3 separate regions of the Sus scrofa genome follow, and regions 1 and 3 are each linked to region 2. The links are chromatin contacts, called in public HiChIP or PLAC-seq maps. All regions are on one chromosome and are shown on one strand. Each heading gives the region's core, a stretch centred on a gene start, on an enhancer-like site or on the middle of the called end of the contact. The rest is flanking DNA. Distances are from core to core; before and after follow the strand shown.

What was found. HiChIP or PLAC-seq counts read pairs in DNA pulled down with a chosen protein or histone mark.
Region 1: an H3K27ac HiChIP or PLAC-seq map of alveolar macrophages shows a contact between it and region 2. The contact joins two enhancer-like sites. A contact is called at or near these places in 2 of 2 datasets of contacts at active chromatin or transcription factors (alveolar macrophages and skeletal muscle).
Region 3: a contact with region 2 is called in an H3K27ac HiChIP or PLAC-seq map of alveolar macrophages. The contact joins two enhancer-like sites. A contact is called at or near these places in 1 of 47 Hi-C or Micro-C datasets (heart right ventricle) and 2 of 2 datasets of contacts at active chromatin or transcription factors (alveolar macrophages and skeletal muscle).

Annotation. Positions count from the first base shown.
Region 1 is chr9:28,289,063-28,292,267 of Sscrofa11.1, reverse strand. The region is part of intron 1 of MAML2 (mastermind-like protein 2); the gene reads left to right. Among named protein-coding and RNA genes, the nearest start is that of MAML2, 82 kb to the left of the region's middle. Within about 2 kb of position 1,582, at least 26 of the 83 cell types and tissues checked have an H3K27ac peak or open chromatin away from gene starts, as enhancers often do. A contact at or near this core is called in alveolar macrophages and skeletal muscle, where this site is marked.
Region 2 is chr9:28,077,876-28,081,550 of Sscrofa11.1, reverse strand. All of the region lies in intron 2 of MAML2 (mastermind-like protein 2), which reads left to right. Among named protein-coding and RNA genes, the nearest start is that of MTMR2, 110 kb to the right of the region's middle. Within about 2 kb of position 1,635, at least 33 of the 83 cell types and tissues checked have an H3K27ac peak or open chromatin away from gene starts, as enhancers often do. A contact at or near this core is called in alveolar macrophages and skeletal muscle, where this site is marked.
Region 3 is chr9:28,333,636-28,337,041 of Sscrofa11.1, reverse strand. The region is part of intron 1 of MAML2 (mastermind-like protein 2); the gene reads left to right. Among named protein-coding and RNA genes, the nearest start is that of MAML2, 38 kb to the left of the region's middle. Within about 2 kb of position 1,496, at least 72 of the 83 cell types and tissues checked have an H3K27ac peak or open chromatin away from gene starts, as enhancers often do. A contact at or near this core is called in alveolar macrophages and skeletal muscle, where this site is marked.

The sequences.
Region 1 (3,205 bases), core at 333-2,832, 210 kb before region 2:
GGCCACCGTCTTCCCTGCTGAGTCATCTGCTCCTTTTCCTTTTGAGCAGGATTTCCACGATGCAGACTTCAGTGAGGTGCGGCTGCCTCAGAAGCCATATTCCAGTTATTTACACCACTTGCAGGAGTAGTTCATGGGGAAAATATCTCTGTTGTTTTTCCATCACATTTTCTGCCCCTGCCAGTGCTCCCCTTCTCTTCTAAGCACAGAGGCCAGGAGAGGGCCTCCACTTTTCTATTCATTTGCATGAACTAAAATGCTTTGCACTGAGCGTGTCCTGTCTGGCAGTTTCCTGGCCTCTTCTGTGGCCTGTCCCTCTGTGGCAGTCTTTATCAAGATCCTAATGAAAGTCAGCTTACGCTATTTGTTTTGTGTCCTAAAGAGTAAATAACATGGCTTGTTTACATAGCAATTTTAATTCCTTAAAGTTAATGTTATAGCCTCAATTTGGCTAAATCCTGGCAATCAGCTAACTTTTTGCAAGTCTGAGGGTCTTACTGTTCAGAGCTTCTCTCCTGTAGAAGCTTCTATTGTTTATGGCTGAAGAAGGCATCTTTACCATATTAAATCTACCAATGATTTGTGCTACTTTCAACCTTTTCATTTCAGACACATCTTAAGAAATAGTCTGGTATCACAACTCTTTATTGTCACAGCAACAGTTTCTAATACTTCATTTGCAGACCCTTCTTTATTAGCTTAAAAGATACAACTTGAAACTTCAGTGAAGTAGAGTCCATGAGGAGAGATTCTAAAATGGATAAAATAAAGCCGGGGGAAATTAAAACGGGCTTGCCCAGTGTGACTAAGAGGGTCAGGAATAGAACCTGACTCCTAATAGAACACATTTTTGTGTGGGTGGCACAAAAGAACGGGACATGTTAACAATCAGAAAGAACTCAAGTTCAGCCATAAAGCATATTTGTACACACTGTTGCATATTGTGTTGGAATGACTTATTTTTGCCTTGGTCTGTTCCAATGCACATTCCTGCCAGAGGTAGGTATTGGTTTGGAGAACTTTTTTTTTTTCTCCTGCAGCATGCAAGAGTCAGAATTTCCAGACACTGAGCTGAGCAGGGGGTTTGGGTCTAGGAGGTATGAACTGGTGGGGTCCACACCTTGTAACCCGTTCTGCAACAGCTGGCAACATCTTGGTGTGTGAGAGGGCTTTGCAAACCCAGCCGTTTTCCTAGGGTGGATAGTCCCTGAGCCAAATGTGGGCAAATCTGGAACGTCAGCCCAGGCAGGAGACACTCAGGCACATGACGCCACAGCTCAGGTTATAGGATGGAGGAAAGTAATCTGGCTCTTAGGTGAATTATAATCATAATCAACATTTACTTCACAGGGCTTTCTATACACTGTCTCAGTTTTTTCTCCCCACCGCCCCAAGAAGGAGGTGTGTTAGCACACTGTTCCAGATCTTTTATGAGGGTGCAGACAGGCTCAGGGAGATTGCAACAGGTTCAGTGTTACACAACCAATAAATAAGGATCGCAGAGAGTACAATCAGGTCTCTTGCCTCTGAGTTGGGTGCTTTTATAATGAGACCAACCACTTTGATGACTCAGCGTGTTCTTGTGGCCACAACAGCTTCCCCCCACACCTGCAGAGCCAAAGTACTGACTGAAGGAGCTTCCCCTGTGCTCAGGGGTGTGTGAAATGTCAGGACTCCTTTCCCCTCTCAGGACTATCTTAACTGTCTCTTGGGGTGAAGGCAGGTTGCATTGTGGGGTCATCGGCTTCTGTGGTCTCATCCTTCACAGTGGACATCAGACTTCCTTTTTAGGTGCTCTCTGTGATTCATTAATAGTTTGATTTTTTTTTTTTTTTGCAAGATGCGCGGACATTTTTTTTGATTGAGAAACATTTTAGAAATGCCAAACATATTACTGTGATGAAATAACAGTGACTAATATTGCTGTTAAGTTGTTGGAGTTATAATGGCTTCAGCCTTTTTTGATTCTCTGTGTTTGTTTTGATCTATCTTGCCTTTCAAATGGCCTATTGCCTCTGAAACATTAGAAAACAATGTTGTTCTCTTACAGATCTAGTTTCTACTTTTAGCAGCCATAGGAAGTATAATCAAAGTATACCTGAATTAGATGTGATATTTTAGAGAACCTGTTATTTTTACTGATTTGTAATAAAAATTATTAAATCATAATTGATTAAAGACATGATGGTAAAACTAATCTTAGGGTGAATAACATAAGCTTGAGAAATAAATTGTTTATGTAGATATGACAATATCATGGTATGCTCAACCCAAATATACAAACTAGAATAGGAATAATTAAATTTTTATTTAAAAAATTGTTATTTTATGGCTGCACCAACTGCGTATGAAAGTTCTCAAGCCAGGGATTGAATATGAGCCACAGCTGAGACCTACACCACAGCTGCCGCCATGCTGATCTGCACCGGGCTAGGGATCAAACCTGCACTTCTGCAGCAACCTGAGCCACTGTGGTCTGAACCTTAACCCACTGCACCACAGAGGGATTCCCACAGAATAGGAATTCTTAAACTTTTAACTCCTGGGGAAGCAGTTTACCACTAGACAATCATGTAACGATTACTGTCATGCCTTGCCATGAAGACATCTATAGAGATGCAAAGTAAATGCAAATTATTTGGTTTCTGATGGATGGTAGAATAGAAAAGAAGCCAGAAAGTACAGGAAGGTGACATAGTAAACTGTAAAAATATAGCGCTTGCAACCAGTTGATCTAAAAGCTTGCTGTTTCTTGGATGGCAGATGAAACAGAGCATTAAAACAAGGATTTTTTTCCCCCAAAGGATTAAATTTAAAAAACAAACACAAATGGTAACTGGAGGAGGGAAAACAAGAGGAAGCAAAATGAGCGGAGTCAAAATCCTGGGGGAAGATTTTTCATTTTGATTTCTGTGAATTCTGTTTATGTTAACATATCATACTCCTTGAGGGTTAAGTTTAAGCTTTTCTCTGAGAACATTATAAATTACCTTAAAGTCAGCCCCTTTAGGAAAGAACTGAATTTGTGACTGAGCTTTTTGTTTAATTATCACACCCTTTATATAATTTTCATCTACTTCAGTCTCATTTTCATACGTTTAGTGACACTTATTTCCAATCAGTGGTCAGAATGTCACAGGATGCTAGGGAGTGTACAGATTTCCGGGTGCCACCTCCAGATATTCTGCTCCAGAATATCCCACCT
Region 2 (3,675 bases), core at 386-2,885:
AAGGATAACTTTGCAATAATGCATTTGGGAGTGCCCGAAATTAAAGCCAGAGATAATATAAGAGAAAAGGAAAAGAGAGAGAGAGATGAAATAGTGTTATGTAAGAATAAAAGGTGGTATATCAAATTAAAACCACATATAAGACATAAATATAAGCTAAACAGCTAATTCTTCCTCCAAGGGACCGTGAAAAGATCAGTCTCTACCTAACACCCCCTCGTGGCCCACACCATCCCCTCATTAGATGAGTCCATGGTAAAGCAGACACTCAATCCAACCTCTCTTAGAAATTGTAAATTACAGTCCCTTTCTGTGGAACTCCTGTTGATGCTGGCTTCCAGCCTGGGCTCCTCCTCTGATTATCTGAGCCAGTTGTTTCACCTTTTAGGGACTCAGTGTCCTCTTTTATTAAATATTACTTAGTGAATTTTACTGTCCGAGTGAGCTCTTTTTAAAATTGAGATGCAAATTAGTACTATATCCAGAAACAGCAGCCCCTCAAAATATCCCCATCTAGAGCTATAACTTCGAATCAGGACAAGTCAGAGTCCAGGAAAAGTGGAAAAAGCTCCTAGGAAGTAAGACATTTCCGAACTTCAGTCTGCATCTGGCTGGAAGCCCTCTGTGGAGTTTTCAAGGAGAGACCCCTACATGGCTCTAAGATGGTTCTTTTTTCTCCCTCCTAATAGAGCATAAAGCAGTAAAAGCGATGCCATACCTCTCTCACATGAAGCGCTCTCAATACGAGGGCGCCCACGTGGTCGGCTTCAGGTCTGAGCCACAGATCCACATATATGGCTAAAGGGAGGGAAGGAGCAGACAAAATACCAAAGCGATGAAGAGAGAAAGAAAAGATGTTCTGCGAACATCTTCATTGTTTGCCCACATGACTGCCTGGTATGTTAATGTCTCGCATCAGCCTCTGCTAATGAGGATGCTGCCCTTACTTCCCTTGCAGTTTATAAATGGAGTGGCATTATGTAATCACCCTAATGAGGTAATAGAAACATAAGTACACAGGAAAATTTGATAGGGTTTCTCCTAATTCGCCCTCTGCTGTGTCGGTCACCCCCCATCCCATTAACCCTCCCTCTCCCCTCCGCCCTCCCCCCCTCCAACTGGCTGAATCTCTGGTCCCAGAGGACATATTGTTGGCTATTATTTATAAGAAGTCTCTCTCCTCTTGGCAGGATATAGAACAGCTGCTGGTCTATTCTCTGCCACAGAGACCAACTTCCCTCTTTTGCCCTGGATGATTGGAAGAAAGTCGGGGAGAAAAGCAATTTATAGTTGTGTTACAGCACCTCTATTTTCTTTTATGTTTATTTATATTGCTTCCATTTCTGCCTGGGATTTCTGAGATAATCAGGATCACTCTGCTACAGAATTCTCATTTGGGGAGGCTCTGGTGGCAGTTGATGGCATTTTTCTTCATTGAGTCAGACATTTTAGAACTCTGGGCTAGAGGAAACTGAGCATTTCTACTGCGAGAGTTTGAGAATCAATGTGGTGGGGTTTTGTTCTTGTTTTTGTTTTTTTCTGAGAAACTGATGGCTGTGTTTGATGTTACATGAACCATAAATGACTCTGAATTCCTCAAGGGAAGGCACCTTGTCTTTGTCAACTTGCCGCCCACGGGGTATAGCACAGTACCTGCTTGGTAAATGTTTGCTGAATGAACTGAGTGGGGTTCGGGTTTGTCCGTCCTTTGATGTCCACGTCTCCGACAGACCAGCCCCTAAGCCTCAGCCCGGACTTCCAGGCCAGACAAGCCCATGACCCAACGTGGGCCTTTTCCTGAGATCTTTTGTCCCGCATTATTTTTGGCTCTGGGACTCATCCTGGTCAAAGAAGCACAAGAGCTCAAGATTTCAAAATCTAGGCTAGGTCCTGAATCTTCAGAGAGACCTGAGCCTCTCTGGAAGTGGAATACAGGGAGAATTTCTTTGTTCTTTTAGGAGTCGAAGGAAATCCCAGAGTAGGAAACTGGCCTGGGTCCCGAGATCCAGACAGGCCAGACGCGGACAGTCCTTGGTGAACAGAAAGGAGTCACGGTCCAGCATTATGGGTTTTCCTCCTGACCAAAGGTTTGGGACTGAGCTGGGTTGGCTGCTGGTCAAGGCCATGTTTAGGGAAGTCTGGAGAAGCAGAGTGGAGTAGTTAAATCCACTCTGGTGAACAGAAAAGTATCACAGTCCAGCATTATGGTTTCTCCTCCTGACCAAAGGTTTAGGACTGAGCTGGGTTGGCTGCCGGTCAAGGCCATGTTTAGGGAAGTCTGGAGAAGCAGAGTGGAGTAGTTAAATCTGAGGTGATGGGGTGTGTCCAAGGGGAGATTGACTTCTGATTCCCTTATTTATCTCTACGTGGAAACAGCTTAGTCAGTATTAATAATAGCAAGCTTCCTCTGCAGACCAGTCAGCCCCCTTCCTGGAGGAGACTAGGAAAGCTGGAAATTGCTACGTGGCAGGTGCTCTTGGTAAGGGTTTGTGAGGCACCTTTAGATTTCCCAGCCTGTGTTCCTAAGTGTGTCAGAAGCATCCCGAAGGACCTGAAGGATCTCTTTATTGCCTCTGCTACCCCGCAGCCCACCCAGTGCGTACCTAACGAATGTTCCTGACAGACATACGGAGATTATGATTAAAAAGGATATACTAGGTGCTAAAGCCACTGAGGTGTCCGCCTTTCTGATAATTTTCAACATTTTGCAGGCAACATAGAAAGAATAATAATAGCTGTGGTTTATTGAGTGACAGGCACAGTGCTTGTCACTTCAAAGACATTATTTTGTCTCGTAATCTGGTTTCTAAAGGGAATCATTGGAGACAGAAAATGTCACAGTTCTCACTTTTGCCCAACTGTGAGCCAAGGCCTTCAGAACCGGGAGAGGAAGCTGGTTAGGTTGGCTCAGAGAGTAGCTAATGCCTTCTCTGGAGAAAGAATAAGTCTGATACACAGAGAGATCCAGGTAAATTTTTGCTTTTTTTTTTTTTGGCCCTTCACTATATCCCTGGTTATCCTGATTGCTCCTGGGTAGTTGCTTGTTAACTCGGATTTTAATTGGCAGGCTTTCAGGCATCGTAGGAGATGGGGAGCCAAGAGCGCCTTCATAGAAGATGGTTGTATGAAGCTTTTGGTGGTCAAGGCCATGTTTAGTAAAGACTGGGCAGAAGCGGATTAAATCTGAGGCACTAAGGTGTGGCAAAGAGGAGATGGGCTTCTGATTCCCTTATTTGTTTCCATGTGAAAATAGCTTAGTAAATATTAATAACAGCTAACTATTATCAAGGTGCACACCACAGTAAATGATGTACTGTTTAGGTCAGACTGCCTGAGTTCAAACTCCACACTGGAGCTATAACTTTGAGGCAACCTCTCTGTACCTCATTTTCATTGTCTGCAAAATATATAGAATATCTACTTTTTTCTTGCTAAGGATTAAATGAGAAGATGAATGTCAAGGGCTTAACATAGTATCTGGTATTTAAGAAATATTGACCACTATTATTATTATTACTAAATAATCAATATATATCTCTTAGTTCCATAAAATATGGGGGCTAGTTAAGAGAAAGGACCTTGTATATTTCTTGTATCTAGCACAATGCTTGGCACATTTGTAGACTCTGAATAAATGCTGGATCTTTGGTAGACTGGATGGGTAGATGGATGGAC
Region 3 (3,406 bases), core at 247-2,746, 260 kb before region 2:
TTTTACATTTGGACAGAAGTTTGTAGAGCAGGAAGTATATAGCATATGTGTTGTTCGCTGTGTCTAAATGAAGGATTCATTGATTCAACCAATATTTGTTGAATAGCCATTGTATTCAAGACACCAGGTTAGACACATGATTCTTGACCTCAAGGACTTTAGAGTCTAATAGAGAAATAGATTAACAACAAGTAAGCATAACAAAAAATACTATAATAGCAAGTAATTTATAACCATGGAGTCCAATTTCCTTCAGATTTAATTAAACTAAGGTGTAAAGGAGAAGGAATTAGTCATGGAAATAATTATGGAAAGTGCTTTCTGGGTTGTTAAAGCAACTCTGATCCATACCTCTGTTCTTGTAGCTCAATACTTTATGTCTACAATAAATTTCCTTTTTTTTTTTTGGTCTTTTTAGGACCACACCCATGGCATATGGAGATTTCTAGGTTAGGGGTTGAATTGGAGCTGTAGCTGCTGGCCTGTGCCACAGCCACAGCAACTCAGGATCTGCGACTATACCACAGCTCATAGCAATGCTGGATCCTTAAACCACTGAGCGAAGCCAGGGATCAAACCTGCATCCTCATGGATACCAGTCATATTTGTTTCCCCTGAGTCACAGCAGGAAGTCCTACAATAAGTTTCTTAATGATAAAAATTACATCATTAGATTGTGGGGTTTGGGGAATGGTGGGATAATAGAGAATAAAACATAATCAAGTATATAGTAAGTGAAAAGTTGAGGCCAGAATTTAATGTAACACCATAATTATTTAAATTGTCCATAGTGTAGATATGGGGGTATTTAAATGTCTTGAATGATACAGCAGTCACCCATATGTATGTTCAAAAGGCTTCAGTTACATTTTAGAATCCTGCTATTGTTTAGCGACTCGCTGGATTTTTTTTTTTTTTTTTTTTTGTCCCGTTCTTGGTTTAGGATATCATTGAAATATCTTGGTATAATTACTTCCATACCTTGTCATTAGTGTTTTATATTCTTTATTACATGGACGAACCCCTCCCCCCAAATTGTAGCTGTGCTGAAACAGAACCTCCTCTGAAATTTTTATTCTAATTCTGAGGTTGGGGGATCCCAAATGTAGTCTGTGGCCCTGGCTAAGATTTGTGTCTAGAATTATAAAATCCTCCACAAGCACATGCAGGGCTTCACTATGGATCAGAGTGGAACAAGCAGAGTGCAAAACCACATGAAGCCAGGACTCTTCCTTGCCTTCCCCACCCCCTAGCACAGTGATAGCCACCCATGAGTCCCAGACTATTTATTCTCTTGGGGTTTGGTATTAGTTCTGCTCCTGAACTGTCAGGAGCCATCCAAGGACCTAAAATCAAATTAATACACAAAGAGATTACTCTTGTAGGAGATTTGTGGGAGCCCAGACGGTTTTTTGTGAGAAGAGATGGTCACCCCCAAGGATGTTATTTGAATCTGAAAAGAGGCGGTCATAAAGGAAGTGGCGCTGCTTTAATCTGCAATAGGGAGCTGCCACCCAGCTCTGGAACTCAGCGGCCTTCCCATCTGAGCAGAATGAGCATTCCGCTGGAGAAAGCAGCTGAGGTTTGAAAACACTTCCAGTTTTGCAGTTTCAGGAATGTGGTCGAGCTGCAGCTTTAAGATGGCATTTCCCCCCTACCCCACCCCCCTCTGCTGTCGAGAAAGAGAGAGAGAGAGAAAGACAGAGAGAAAACGACTGGGCTAAAGTGAATGGGAGTTTTGTATGAAGGTTGCTGGCCAGCCAGAGCCACTTGGTAATCAGGGCAGCAAGGCACATTAATCCTTAAGGAATATACTTTACATAAAGCTTCTGTCTTTTCTTTGAAAGCGAAAGTATAAGTTGAACTTCCGTATGCTCCTGTAGTTACCCTGCCTTTGATCTCATTTTAAGTTCGGCGCTGAAGGCAACTTGATCTCTGTCGCTATCTCCTTTCATAGATGATAATTAGCACGGTTCTAGGAGACTGGCTGCAATGATATCCTTTGCTCTTAGAAAAAGGGAGCGGGAGTAGGGATTGGAGCGATTGTTTGCTGTGTTGGTGACTGTGATGTTGCCATGGGAAAGCTCAAGACTTCAGGAGTTTGTGTTTTGTTGGGCGAGGTGCCAAGCTGTTGTGACTTATTACAGCCCTGTGAGTGAGCCCCACAGAACAGTATCCTGTGTAGCAATTCAAAGGGCAGGATCGCTTTAATCAGGGAAAGATAGAGCTCTGAGTAGTCACATTTTGCTTTCTTTCAACTTGGAAATGACAAACAATTCCAACATTTTGGTTGTCTTGGGGTTTGGTCCTTTAACTTTGGAGGAGAAACAAGTCAATTCTTTGTGCTTCACCCCAACTCAAAGGCAAAACAAAAATGCTTCTGCTTTACATCTAAAGACCCCTTGTATAGAATGGTGGGCTCTCAAATAACTGCTCCACCTGCAAAGGCTGGTTCATCCTGACTCAGCCTCAAGAAAAGTAAACCTTCACAGGCAGAGTTGATTTGGTGTGAAAAAAAAAAAAAAGATCCGGAAAGTGACTTCTAAATTCAGTCTCCAGACAAGGCTTTGCCTCACTCATCTGGGAGATTTGGCCATTTGCACCCCAGAGGACCTGGCCCAACCTAGATGTTTAGTCATGGTCTAGCCACACTAAAGGCAAGGAGTTTTTGTTGGGGTTGTATGAAAAGTTAATATTATAGATCCCCAGAAAGGCAAAATCTGGAGCTTTGTGAATTACATTGGCCTCTCTGGTCACAAAGGGCCAGTTAAGGCCCCCTTTTTGCAGTGGTCAACACAGCCCTAATTCTTTAGGAAGGTGCCAAGTCTCCATTTCATTTTGTGCTGTGTAGATGTTGCCTAGAATTTCCCTTGGTGCCAAGTCTTTTGAAGCCTTTTGATCCATTCCAGGGAACTCTTGGAAGAGGAAAGAACTTCACAATTTCCATTTTTAGCCTAAAACAGATGTCAACACGTTAGCTCTTCTTCATTTGGTATGGTGGGCCTAGGCCTATACAGTGATCACAGAGATGCAACTGAAGTGCTCCATATTTTCTGTGTGTGTTCATCCAGAGACTTGTAAGAAACATATATGTTGCAGATAAATGAAGCAGCTGCTTTGAAACCTAACAGAAAGGAAGGTGCTTTTTCATGTATTAAAATACTAGAGTATAAATTTCACATGAAACCTTTTAAATGTTCATTTTATTATTATTATTTTTTTAAGATCTGAAAGGCTTTAATCAGTGGATGAATAAAGAATGTGATTTTTAGCACAAGATAATTTCCTTTTCAAGCTCTCTTTTTTTCTTTTTTTCAATGTCTGTTTTCTAGGAGTAGTTCACTTTATCTTTTAGAAACACTTTTCAGAGTGTTTATACTGTGTTTGTTGCTTTGTAGTTTTATTT